Regions from separate parts of the Triticum aestivum genome. Here region 2 is linked to region 1. Evidence: chromatin contacts called from public Hi-C data. All regions are on one chromosome and are shown on one strand. Each heading gives the region's core, a stretch centred on a gene start, on an enhancer-like site or on the middle of the called end of the contact. The rest is flanking DNA. Distances are from core to core; before and after follow the strand shown.

Region 1 (5,553 bases), core at 2,189-4,688:
TATCTTAGTGGCCACCATCTGGGTTTATAGCGTGTTCGACCGAGGCCTTCAAATCGTCCTCATATATTAGAGCGGACGACCCAGACACTTCTCAGGAAAGAGAGAGAGATAAAGAAAGCATCCATAACGCTACAATGGTACTAGTAGATCCATCATGAAATAAATATTGATACTTTCTTCTATCCGTTCTAGATACATCTTTTTCAGCGACAACTAATATGGATTGGAGGAAATACTATATTTATTTGATATTGCATACCATTAATATTAGTGTAATCTTCGGATAGGATCTTCCCACCGTATACAACACTGATTTATCATTGATGTAATACGATGTTTATTTTTGGCTGCGTTAGATTTGTTGGCTGTGTGCATCTCTACCATGTAGAGACCGGGCATCCTTTGAATGCGGCTGTATCACCTCGATATATCAATTCAATGAAATGTTCTTTATCGGAAAAAATCAATATTAGTAGGACATCACTGGATGGTGGCCAGTCTCGTCTAGAATGGCACCTAGCCTCTGGAGAATGAAAAAGGAAAGGGGGAATAGCGGAGCGATCAAAGACAATCACAATGAAAAGGGCAAGCAAGCAAGCTAGCCAGTGACTGATTTAAGAAGGGACAAAGTGCAGGGCGCACAAATACAAAGCCATCATCATCTTTGGTCATTGCTTGGGCGAGGCGGTGCATGTGGTCAAATAATCAAGAGACTGTCTATAGACTAATGCGTGGCTTGGCTTGCCATTGCCAATCCTGTGTCGTGAGAGGGTGGAAAGGTCATCTGCCTACCCAAATGATATGTTATCTATCAGGGTTAGAGTGTTGGACCAACCGATGAATGCGATTGTGAATGGACTGCAATATGTTACTAGACAAGTTTCCCTTTTCTGTTGCGACGTGGACTGGTATATATCCTTGTCATGTGAGCTGGACATGTGGCTAGAGTGTGGACCAGCAAATTTTCCACATCCTACTCATGTGGATGACAATGTAAAATATCAATATTTGTAGTAGCATTATTGATGTCATTTTTTTACATCCATGCATATATGCATATCGGTATAATTTAACAAATACAGTATATTTTCCCATGCTTCCTCCACACACTCTTCCTCAAAGTAATAAATGATCCCAATGGATGCAACTTTGACAATACAGGTGATGGTGATTTGACAAAAAGTTTATATGGATAGTGATATTACTAAATTTGAAATTACTTATATTGTTTCCCGTGAGCGAAATGAAATACTCCAGGCAGTATGTGCATTCTGGAAAGCTGCGACGTTTTTTATACCGTTCGACAGCTTAGGCCCTTCTCAGTGCTCCACGGTGTACAAGTGCTAAGGATGCCACATAGGCAGAAAAATGATGTGGCAAAGCAATTAAAAAGAAGAGAGAGGATTATGGTGACCCCAACAAAAACCAATGCTAAGCACGTGAACCTAGACAAAAAGACTACCAACCAATACATGAAGGAGTTTTATTACTAAACAATTAAATAGAGAAGGCTTAGCTACAAAATCTAAGCACCGATGCATTGGGGACATTAGTTGCTAAGCATTTTAATGCACTTAGCACCCCACTTTAGCACCAATGCATTGAGAGAGGTCTTATTAACAGTATTTTTCAGAGGGCTAGTGACTAGCTCCTACAACTAGTCACCATCATCATGCATATGCATGCAATTCTACCAAGATAGAAAATTCATGCTTAGGTACTCGGTCCAACATTAGATTAACGGGCTCTTAGATTAATCGATTGAGAAGGCCCAAGCACCTTTGGTGGCGTTCAAAGATCATCACTAGAGAAAGTCCAGCGGGGGTGTGGTGTGGTGCGCCCACACGATCCGCAAGCCTTTAAATACTCCGCCACAGAGTATACAATTGACCTGGCTGTGCGAGCCCATCGACCCATTTAAGTACGCGCACAGTGCAGAGATCGTTTTTTATATGGAAAAATCGGTGGAAGCTGATGGCAACAGGAACGGCATTATAAAACCCACGCGGTGGCGAGTGCAAAGGCGCGCGCGCGCCCCTCTCGATCTGTCTCGCTCTCCATGGAGCCCAGCCAGCTCCTCCGCTACTCGCCGCCCGGCTGGCCGTCTCGTCCCCCGGATTGGAAGGCTGCTGCCGGTGTGAAACAAATCGGCGACACGCGAGATTTCACCGACGGTGGCCGCGGGAGGAGGCGGGGTGCCTTGGTGCTCGCTGTTGGAGTGTGAGGTACGTTGGTGTCGCTCGCCTCGCGGTTCGTTCAGTGCTTGGCCTTGGGACTCCGCGATTGCCCTAGCGTCATGCCTGAGCTCAGGCGAGAGCTTCCCGCGGGTCAACGGGGAGAGGGAGGGAGCCAGCGTGCCAGGGCCTAAGCCGGAGCGCGACGGAATGCAATGCGGCGACCGTCTGGATTTCCCCCTATCTCTCTCTCTCTTTCTGTTGGTGCTGGGCAAGTACTACTACTGCTCCTTCCCTGCTTCGATATTTTGCTGCTGCTGGCAGGGCAGGGCAGGGTACCCAATGATGACGTGAGGACTTCGATGAGATGTGAATCGGCGCGGCGTCGGGCCGGCATGGCGCGGGATTGGTCGTCGCAGAGTTCGAGCCAGGGCGCGCCGTTCGAGATCGACCGTGACGCAGGGGTCTGTATATGCTATGCTTGGACAGAGCCTGCGTGGTGTGGTTCCGTCCATGTCATTCATGCTCGGAATCGTTCAACAAGGACGGAAACACATCATGCTTATCTATCCGGAGCGTGCCGGCCGTACCACATTGCTTGCTTGCTTGCTTGCGCGCGTCTCATTTCTATGCCGACTGTTTGGCTTTCCAGGCTGCTTGCTGCATTGTGAAGTTTTGGATCTTGACCTGTTGCTATTAAAGAACTCTTCCAGGTTGATGTTGTTTTCTATTTTAATTATTCTCAAGTAGATAGGCATGCTGGGCCCGGGAGTATTATCTACGCATTATTGGTACGAAAAGCACGGTGACTATGACATTGACACATACATATAGTACGTGCCTCATCAAAGACTCAAAAGTGTTTTTCCACCGTGAAGTGACAAGCGACCTGCCATGCCAACCTCGGCAAAAGTGAGATCGACGCGCCATGCTTACCTAAGAACAACGCCACAGTCGTGTACCGGTGTACGGTGTACCATTCTCCATACAAGTGGATTTACATAGAGAGAGCGGGGTACGTACGTCTCTCAGTCTGCAAAAACAAAAAACAAAAAAAAACGTACAGTACGTCTCACAGCCCACTGCCCGGCTCGGCGACAGTCATTTCCATGTTCGTATAGAAGTAGTACCAGCACCGTGGTATATACGTATCTCATCGCCTACGCGATTCACACGTAGTAGTCGACGCAGGCCTCTCGGGGCATCGCTCGGGCGTCCGGTCTGGGCGGGCCCCACCACGCTGGTCACTGACCGGAGGCCGTGGACCAGGTGCGGTGCAGCTGGATGGACCAGCCTAGCGGCGGCAGCATCAACAACCCTACGCGGCGCTGCCGCAGAGGATCCGGCGGCCACGTGCGCGGCTCGCCTTGCCCAGCAAGATCCGGGGCTCACGTGAGCGGCGTGTGGTCCCCGACCCCCACACGCTTTTCCCGCCCCCGAACCGCACCAGGCCCCCACCGCGGACGGAAAGCCCGAGAGGGAAGACGGAAACTGACGCGCGGGGCCCGCGCCAGCACGGCGTCGGGCCCGCATGTCAGTGGCTGGCGGGCAGCGAAAAGTACGCGCCGCGGGCCCCGTGCTCCTTCTTTTTCTCTATCCCTCGCTCGCTCTTCGTGCTTGTCATCACGGAAAAAAAGGAGGCTTATCCTCGGCGCGGGCCCCGCCACATCCGCACCGCGCGCCCTTTTTCTTCTCTCGCCCTGTGGTGCACGACAGCACATGGTGCACCGCGACCACGCCTGCTCCGTGCCCGTGGAGAATCGCCTGGTTTTTTTTTTCCTCGGGGAAGAAGAATCTCCTGGTTATACGCGCGGTTATGCCGCATGATCTGACGCGGTTAACCTGCCGCTTTGTAGGAGTAACTGCTTTTACTGTCTGACTTCGGAACGCAGTATCGTCCAGCTTTTTTCTTTTTCTGAGGGTCGAGTATCCCCAGCTTGTCCGGTGGTCATCAGTACTCCCGTCGATGGCCAATTTCGACTCGTGTACTGAAAAATGTGCCAATTTTTCTGTACCGGTGAACTTTGTGGGTTTATCATCGTTTAGCGTGATACTCTCCGCGTTCTAAAATAAGTGGCTTAAGAGCAACTTCAATGGGGCGATTCATTTCGTCCCCTGCGTCTGTTTGGGTCGGCGCGAATAAAAGTGGTGACCCAACGCGCTGACCCAAACCCAAATCTCGTTCGCCTGGCGTCCGCGCCGATTCATTTCCGGCCCAAAATTGCGCTTGAAATGCGTCGGCGCGTCGACGTCCGCCACGCTTCATCTGTAGGCCAGCCAACTACCGTCCGTCGTCTTATTTATACGACCACCAACAGAGGGTCCATTGGTCAGCCAGTGAAAGCATCCTTTTTTAAGCACGCGTGCGACGGGGCCGGCCTCATCCACTTTCATCCACATTTGCCCCCCACCACTCCTTTTGCTTCCTCACCGGCGACAGCAAACCCTAGCGTGCCATGGGACTCTTCGGTAGCAGCAGCGACAAGGGCAAGGGCAAGGGCACGCCCGACGCCTCGTCCTCCCGTGCTCCTTCTCCGACACCGGCGCGTTTTCGTCCAGGTCACCGGCGTCTGCACATCCCGATGCACCAATCATGGTGGCACGGGGAGTACATGCAGCCGCTGCCCTACCCCGACGTGACGCTGCCGCACCACTGGCATCTGGATCCGGACCGGATCTCCATGCCGGCGGTTCCGCGGACCGAGCGGGTGCACAACGAGGAGGTGCGCAGGAGTCGCCGTCAAGGGCAAGGGCAAGGTCGACGACCTCTAGGGCAGCGTGCGGGGCGACGCAGACCTTTTTTGTTTTAATTAATGTTTAATTAGGTTTAAGTGGACTTTGGCCGGCGATTGACCGGCCACTTATGTTTAATTATGTTTATTTTCTGTGAGTTTTTCTTCTTCTTTTTTCGCGTCGGCACATTTGGGTCAGCCTCCCGTTGGGCGGTCAAGTCGACCTATTTGAGAATGTGGACGCGCACGTCCGCTTGGCCGACCCAAACGGATGAAAAGCGAACAAAGCGTGCGTCCGTTTGGGTCGCCCCGTTGGAGTTGCTCTAACTTTATACTAATTTTGCAGACTCAACTTTGTACTATTTTGGCTTCTAAATCTTTATTGTCCCTATTGTTAAAAAAGAGTTAGTGAATGATGGTCCGCCATCCAACACCCATACACATACTCATCATGCAGACGGACTTACCAAATATAGTGCATCCACACATATCAAATATATCAAATCAACCGTACTTGCCAAAACACGCACCACCATATACCAAACTTACCAAATTAAAACTACCATGGTCTACTTAATAAAAATGCCATGATTTAAATGTTAAAAATGTCATGCTCTATAAAAACTAACTAAATACCCGTGCGTTGC
Region 2 (5,553 bases), core at 1,946-4,445, 750 kb after region 1:
CTGTGCAAAACCTATAGATTGGACATGTTATCAAGCTATAGAAAATTCCTATGCTTGAACAACTACACTTAAGCAGCAAGCAACACTTACCAGATAATCCATCTAAAATGTTCACTAGAAAAAACATGCCCTTTTTACGCATCATGTTCAAATCAATTTCTGATCTTTGAGTTAAAGAATGTTGTATTTTATGGTGCTAACAAATCAGTGAAGGTGCCACTTGGGAATCACATAAGTTTCAGAAACATATTTTAGTACAAGAGTTATCTTTTCTCTTAGCTGGTGTGTCTAGGTCTCAGATATGAATTATTAAAGTCTCCTTACTATTATGATTCGAGAAATGGTGTGCATATTAAGATTTGTTGTTGTCATATTTCCCAATTGAATTTTAACACAAGGAAGAAGAAATAGGCACAATCATGCAAACTAAAAGTGTGACCAAACGAGTCAGAATTTAAATGCACAATACTACTAATTTAAGCACAAGAGGTTGGAAATGTAATGCACAAACCTTTCTGCGGTCAGATGTCAATGGTGGGACAGTGACTCGTATCACTTCTCCATCATTGCTTGGTGTTACCCCAATATTTGCAGCAACTATAGCTTTCTCAATGAGCTTGAGGCTGCACAGTATATATATGTCAACAACACGGGACGTACAAAGCAATACCAAGCTATGCCTAAACTGGGGACGATAAATAGCTTACCAAGACTTGTCATATGGTTGGATAAGAAGAGAAGTCGCATCTGGGGTATTTATCTGTGCAATAGTCTTCAAGTTTACAGGAGTTCCATAGTACTCAACCTGCAAGGAATTATTCGCCATATGAGCAGCTTCACCATTGCACAGTAACCTCTTTGTGCTTTAGCCATAATTGCATATGCTAATTCAATTGTTTCCAAACAAAATCAATGAATTGTATTGACCACACATTGTTCCACTGATATCAGTTCAGAATTGAATGGTAACTATTAGCCTACTGAAATAACTACTGGTTCACACGTAGCCTAGTTATGGAGTAAACCAATTAAATTGTTATACAGATACAGAAAGGACATTACACGGAATGACAGGTGCTATCATGCAATTGTTACTTTCAGAATATAAAAAAAAGAAGGAATAATCGAGAAAGGCGTTTTGGAGGCCGAGCTCCATGGAGGCCTTTATTTTTGAAAAATTCAAATTCAAACTTTTATGGTTCAAAAAATTCTGAAAAAAAATATGCGTGTATGTAAGGATGTAACTCACATATGTGTAAAAATTCATGATGAAATACCTTGAATTGCGACCTGTACAAAAAAGACAAATCCATGGCCTAGGAGGATGGATAGTATCATGTGTTAAACAGCCCCAGATTTGTCTTTTTTGCACAGCCCTCATTTCAATGTATTTTGAACTGAAAATTTACACACATGTGTATTATGCCTTCATATATATCTGTGATTTTTTTCAGAATTTTTTGAGGTGTAAAAATACGAATTTCAATGAAATTTGAAATTTGAATCCGGAGGCCTCACTGGAGCCCGAGCTCCAAAAGGGATTTCCGGGAATAATCATCAAACCTCAATCCTGTCGAGCATAGACGGGTTTGCCCGCCCAGTCCTGACGGTATTGAAGTTCGATTGAACTGTTTCAATGGCCTTCTCCATCTTTTCTTTCTGACAATACATAGTGCCAGCTAGTTAGCACCATGCGTAAAAGACTTTACAAGGCAAATATTAACACTTCTAATACAGAGTTGCATTGTTATTTACAGCTTGTTCTTCAACGATCATCTTTTCTTCCTCAATTTCTTCATTAGTGGCATGCCTCAAAACTGCTCTGATACATGATAATCACAAGTTAACGAAGACTAACTTGAAGCTCATCAAGTATAAGAAATATTTAAATGCAAAACTACTCGCCTCTTGTCCGAGTGTTGAAGAACCAAAGGCACACCAAAGAAACCCACTGCTCCAGACTGAAATTTCATGAAGTTTGTGGACGAACTTAACAGGGATGAACGGTTTGAGAGACAACCACAACCTGTGAAATACAGTATTCTCTGGTGAGACCTTGCCCAACATTGAGTTCTAGTAGGAATATGTACTCTGGTTGCTTTGTAAACAAGTAGGAATATGTAAATATGGTAGAAGCAGTACTGAGAAAGAACCACAACATGTTGAATGCAGTATGTTCTGATGATTGATGATGCCTTGTCACATTGTTCCTTGCTGATGAAATTATGTGAATACAGCAGTCTGCTCTTATCTACTTCGTCCGGAATTAGTTGATGCTCAAACAGATGTATCTAGCACTGACATACATCTAGATACATCCATTTGAGTGCCAACTAATTCCGGACGGAGGGAGTAGAAACTAGTTACTTGGAGCCACATTAGCTACTACATCCATCTCACCAGTTTTCCACGACAAACAATGAACATCCAGTGATGAATTTCGTGAGATACATCGATTTATAAATGGCTTCGGTCACTTCTGAATGACCCTGAATTGTGAAGGATAACAACTGTCAATGGTTTCCTGATATCTTATTTATTTAAGTGCAAAGAAATACTAGTATCCCAACAGCCTGGGGAAGACATTAGCTTGAAACCACAAGTAAAGTAATACTAGTACATATTTTCCACAGGCATTGTGAAATGCACGTTGAAATGACTCTCAATTACATATCCAAGTGCACAGTGGAGTATAGAGCTTGCCGTTCCAAATCCGATTCAGTCTTCGTTTGTCTATAGGCTGGCTCGACGCAAACAGCAACCTAAATGCAAAGGTAGTGCCGTGAACGGAGAAGCGATAAAAGCACCGGCATTTGCATTCCACCGCATTCCTGACCTGGGGTTCGTCTTGGCGCTACAGTGCTTACTACGCCGAAACCCGTACCATGAATGATAAAAGCAGAATACGGATGACACTCGCGGGTTTCAACGAAGCGGGAAAGCGCGGGGGAAGGAGGAGCAACCTGGGCGCTGGGGCAGACGGGCAGAGGAGAGGGCGCAGGGCGGGGAGGCCGCCGCCGCAGGGGAGACGGCGTGGAGCGCCATGGCGCGGCAGCAGGCGGAGTGGTAGCGAGGGGAAGGCCGAGTGGAGAGTTGTGGATTGGTATGGAAATTGTGGATAAGGAGAGGAAGGAGGGGAAGGAGGGAAATGGCCGAAGAGGTTTGTGAGCTCTCGTGGGCTAGTAGCGCCTGCTGGACTCCAATTATTTCGCAGATCATGAATGCTTGGTGCCTTCTTATGGGCCGTGCGTAAAACTTGAGAGATTCTTTTTCCATAGTTCATAAAAATGTTTTTATTATTAAAAAACATTTCCAACGTGCATTCAAAAAAATTTCAAACCATGTTTTGGTAAAAAATGTATTTGAAAATTATGAAACATTTATAAAAACATTATTTGTACAATAAAAATGATAAAACTTGTGTGAAAAAAATTAGACGTAAAAACATATACTAGAAAAATGTTAATCATGTATTTGAAATAAGTTAAACATGTGTAAAAAATATTCCTAACGTACAGGAAAAAAATATACAATGCGTATGAAAAATGTAGACATGTGTTAAAAATATAAAAGGGATTTTAAAAATAAAACCAGAGATAATTGATGGAAACTGATGAAAGAAAACAAAGAAACCCATAGGAAAAATGAAAACTCCAAACAAACCGGAGAAAACGAATAAAAACCATAAAATAAATATACAAAACTGAAGAAAACAGAAAAAGGAAAAATTAAACAGACGACCGGCGAAGCAAATGTGCCAACACGCAATAATGGACCGGTCTGGTACTGTAGCGACTGTGGGCGAGCCCTATTATATATCAAGTACGGGCGATACATAGCAATTGCGGTGGGAGCTATATCTGGCCTGTAGTGAGATGCATGCTCCCCTCGCCGGCCCAGTACCGTAGTATGGTTTTGGGCTGTTTTGCAATGGGTTTTCGGGTTTTCTTCTATTTTTTGTGGTTTTTGGTTTTATTTGTTTTCTTTTTAGTTTTTTCTTTGGTTATCTATGTTTCTTCGTTCACTTTTTAGCTTTTTTCCTTTTCTTCATTTTGGTTTTCTTCAGGTTTCTTAACGCAAGTCTACAGTTTTTCGTATACATTAGATACATTTCTTGTACATGTTAAATAATTTTTAAATATAATATTAATATTTTTTTCAAATATATTTTTTGATGCCTATTTTATTTTTCATACGGATTATACATATTTGTTATTATATGGGCTTATCTTTTTAAAATGCATGATTCACAATAATTTTTTTTGAGTTCCACTTTTTCATACATATTATATTTTTTTAATACAATAAGAACATTTTTATATACTCATTAAACATTTTTGAAAATACATGATTAACCTTTTTCAGATATAAGTTTTGCTGTCTGTCTTTTTTAATAAAAAATGGACGTTTTATATATATAGTGGAAACATTTAACTTATATACGTTCAACATTTTTCAAGTACATGATTAACAATTTTTCATATATATATATATATATTCTAATATCTATTTTTTCATACAAGTTGTACATTTTTTGTATACATAAGCAACATTTTTCTTATACACATTTAACACTTTCCAGGTACATCCTAAACAAACTTTTTTCAAACATAGGTTCTAATTTCAAAAAAGTTCCGTACGTATCATACATTTTTCTATTACATTAGAACCATTTTTATACACATTGAACATTTTTCAAATACATGACCTGCATTTTTTTATAAATACATGAGGCATCGGGACAGAAAACAAAAGATGAGCAATATCATATGAGCAGAATAAAAAGGAGTTTGGACCATAGCATGGTTAACAATAAAACTAGAAGCAACATGCACGCTTTACCGCACCGACTCATGAGTCCAACATAAATTTTGCACGTTGCCCCAAGATGTATTGCAAAGAGCCTCCATATAAGAAATTACAATTTGGCTAATTTGGATATAGGAACAATGCATACATCCCCTTCTTGGTACAGTAAACACATTGTTTCATCTCAGACGACAACCATTTAGTCTAGATAAAGGATAACTTTCAGAAAAAGAATTAACCCTTAGAACCTCTTAACAAAAAATTACATTGTCACTATAGAGTAACTTGGAAATTTTCAAATTTTCAAACATGTTATGTAAAATGGATATCTACGGCAATGCTATTCAAATGAAAAAGAAAAAAGAAAAACCAAACATTAATCAACACAGTAAGTTATTTTGCCAAGCCATTGCATTTAGCACCAAGTGCAAATAATTGGTGTTGTTGTTTCACCTCCCTTTAATGAAACAACACATGATGCTACCAATTTCTTGTAATTTTTACGAGCAAGCACGTTGATGATCAAAATCATTGCTGTTATGAACAGACATGCATATGCTCAAAATAAAAAGAGACCATAAAACACCTAGAAATCTTGGGCTGGCCTATTGCGACATAACAAAATAAGAAGAGAGCTAAACTTCTTTCTCTTCCCAGGCACCGCACCTGCATGCACGTTCGGCTTCGCATTATCCTCCCTCCTTCACTTGAACGACGCACTTCATTTGTAAATGGATAGTCAGC

What was found. A called contact is a pair of places that touch in the nucleus more often than the background predicts.
Region 2: a Hi-C map of leaf shows a contact between it and region 1, with 7 times the contacts expected there. The contact joins the promoter of LOC123044486 here to the enhancer-like site in region 1. A contact is called at or near these places in 3 of 5 Hi-C or Micro-C datasets (all in leaf) and 1 of 1 datasets of contacts at active chromatin or transcription factors (leaf).

What each region holds. Positions count from the first base shown.
Region 1 is chr2B:222,861,128-222,866,680 of IWGSC CS RefSeq v2.1, forward strand. No RefSeq gene overlaps it. Among protein-coding and RNA genes, the nearest start is that of LOC123044483, 16 kb to the left of the region's middle. Within about 2 kb of position 3,439, at least 8 of the 8 cell types and tissues checked have an H3K27ac peak or open chromatin away from gene starts, as enhancers often do. A contact at or near this core is called in leaf, where this site is marked.
Region 2 is chr2B:223,614,774-223,620,326 of IWGSC CS RefSeq v2.1, forward strand. It overlaps LOC123044486 (ribosome-recycling factor, chloroplastic), which reads right to left and starts at 3,196. Exons shown (of 12, transcript XM_044467226.1): 1 at 2,964-3,196; 2 at 1,906-2,026; 3 at 1,756-1,822; 4 at 1,564-1,659; 5 at 708-805; 6 at 512-623. The coding sequence starts at 3,045.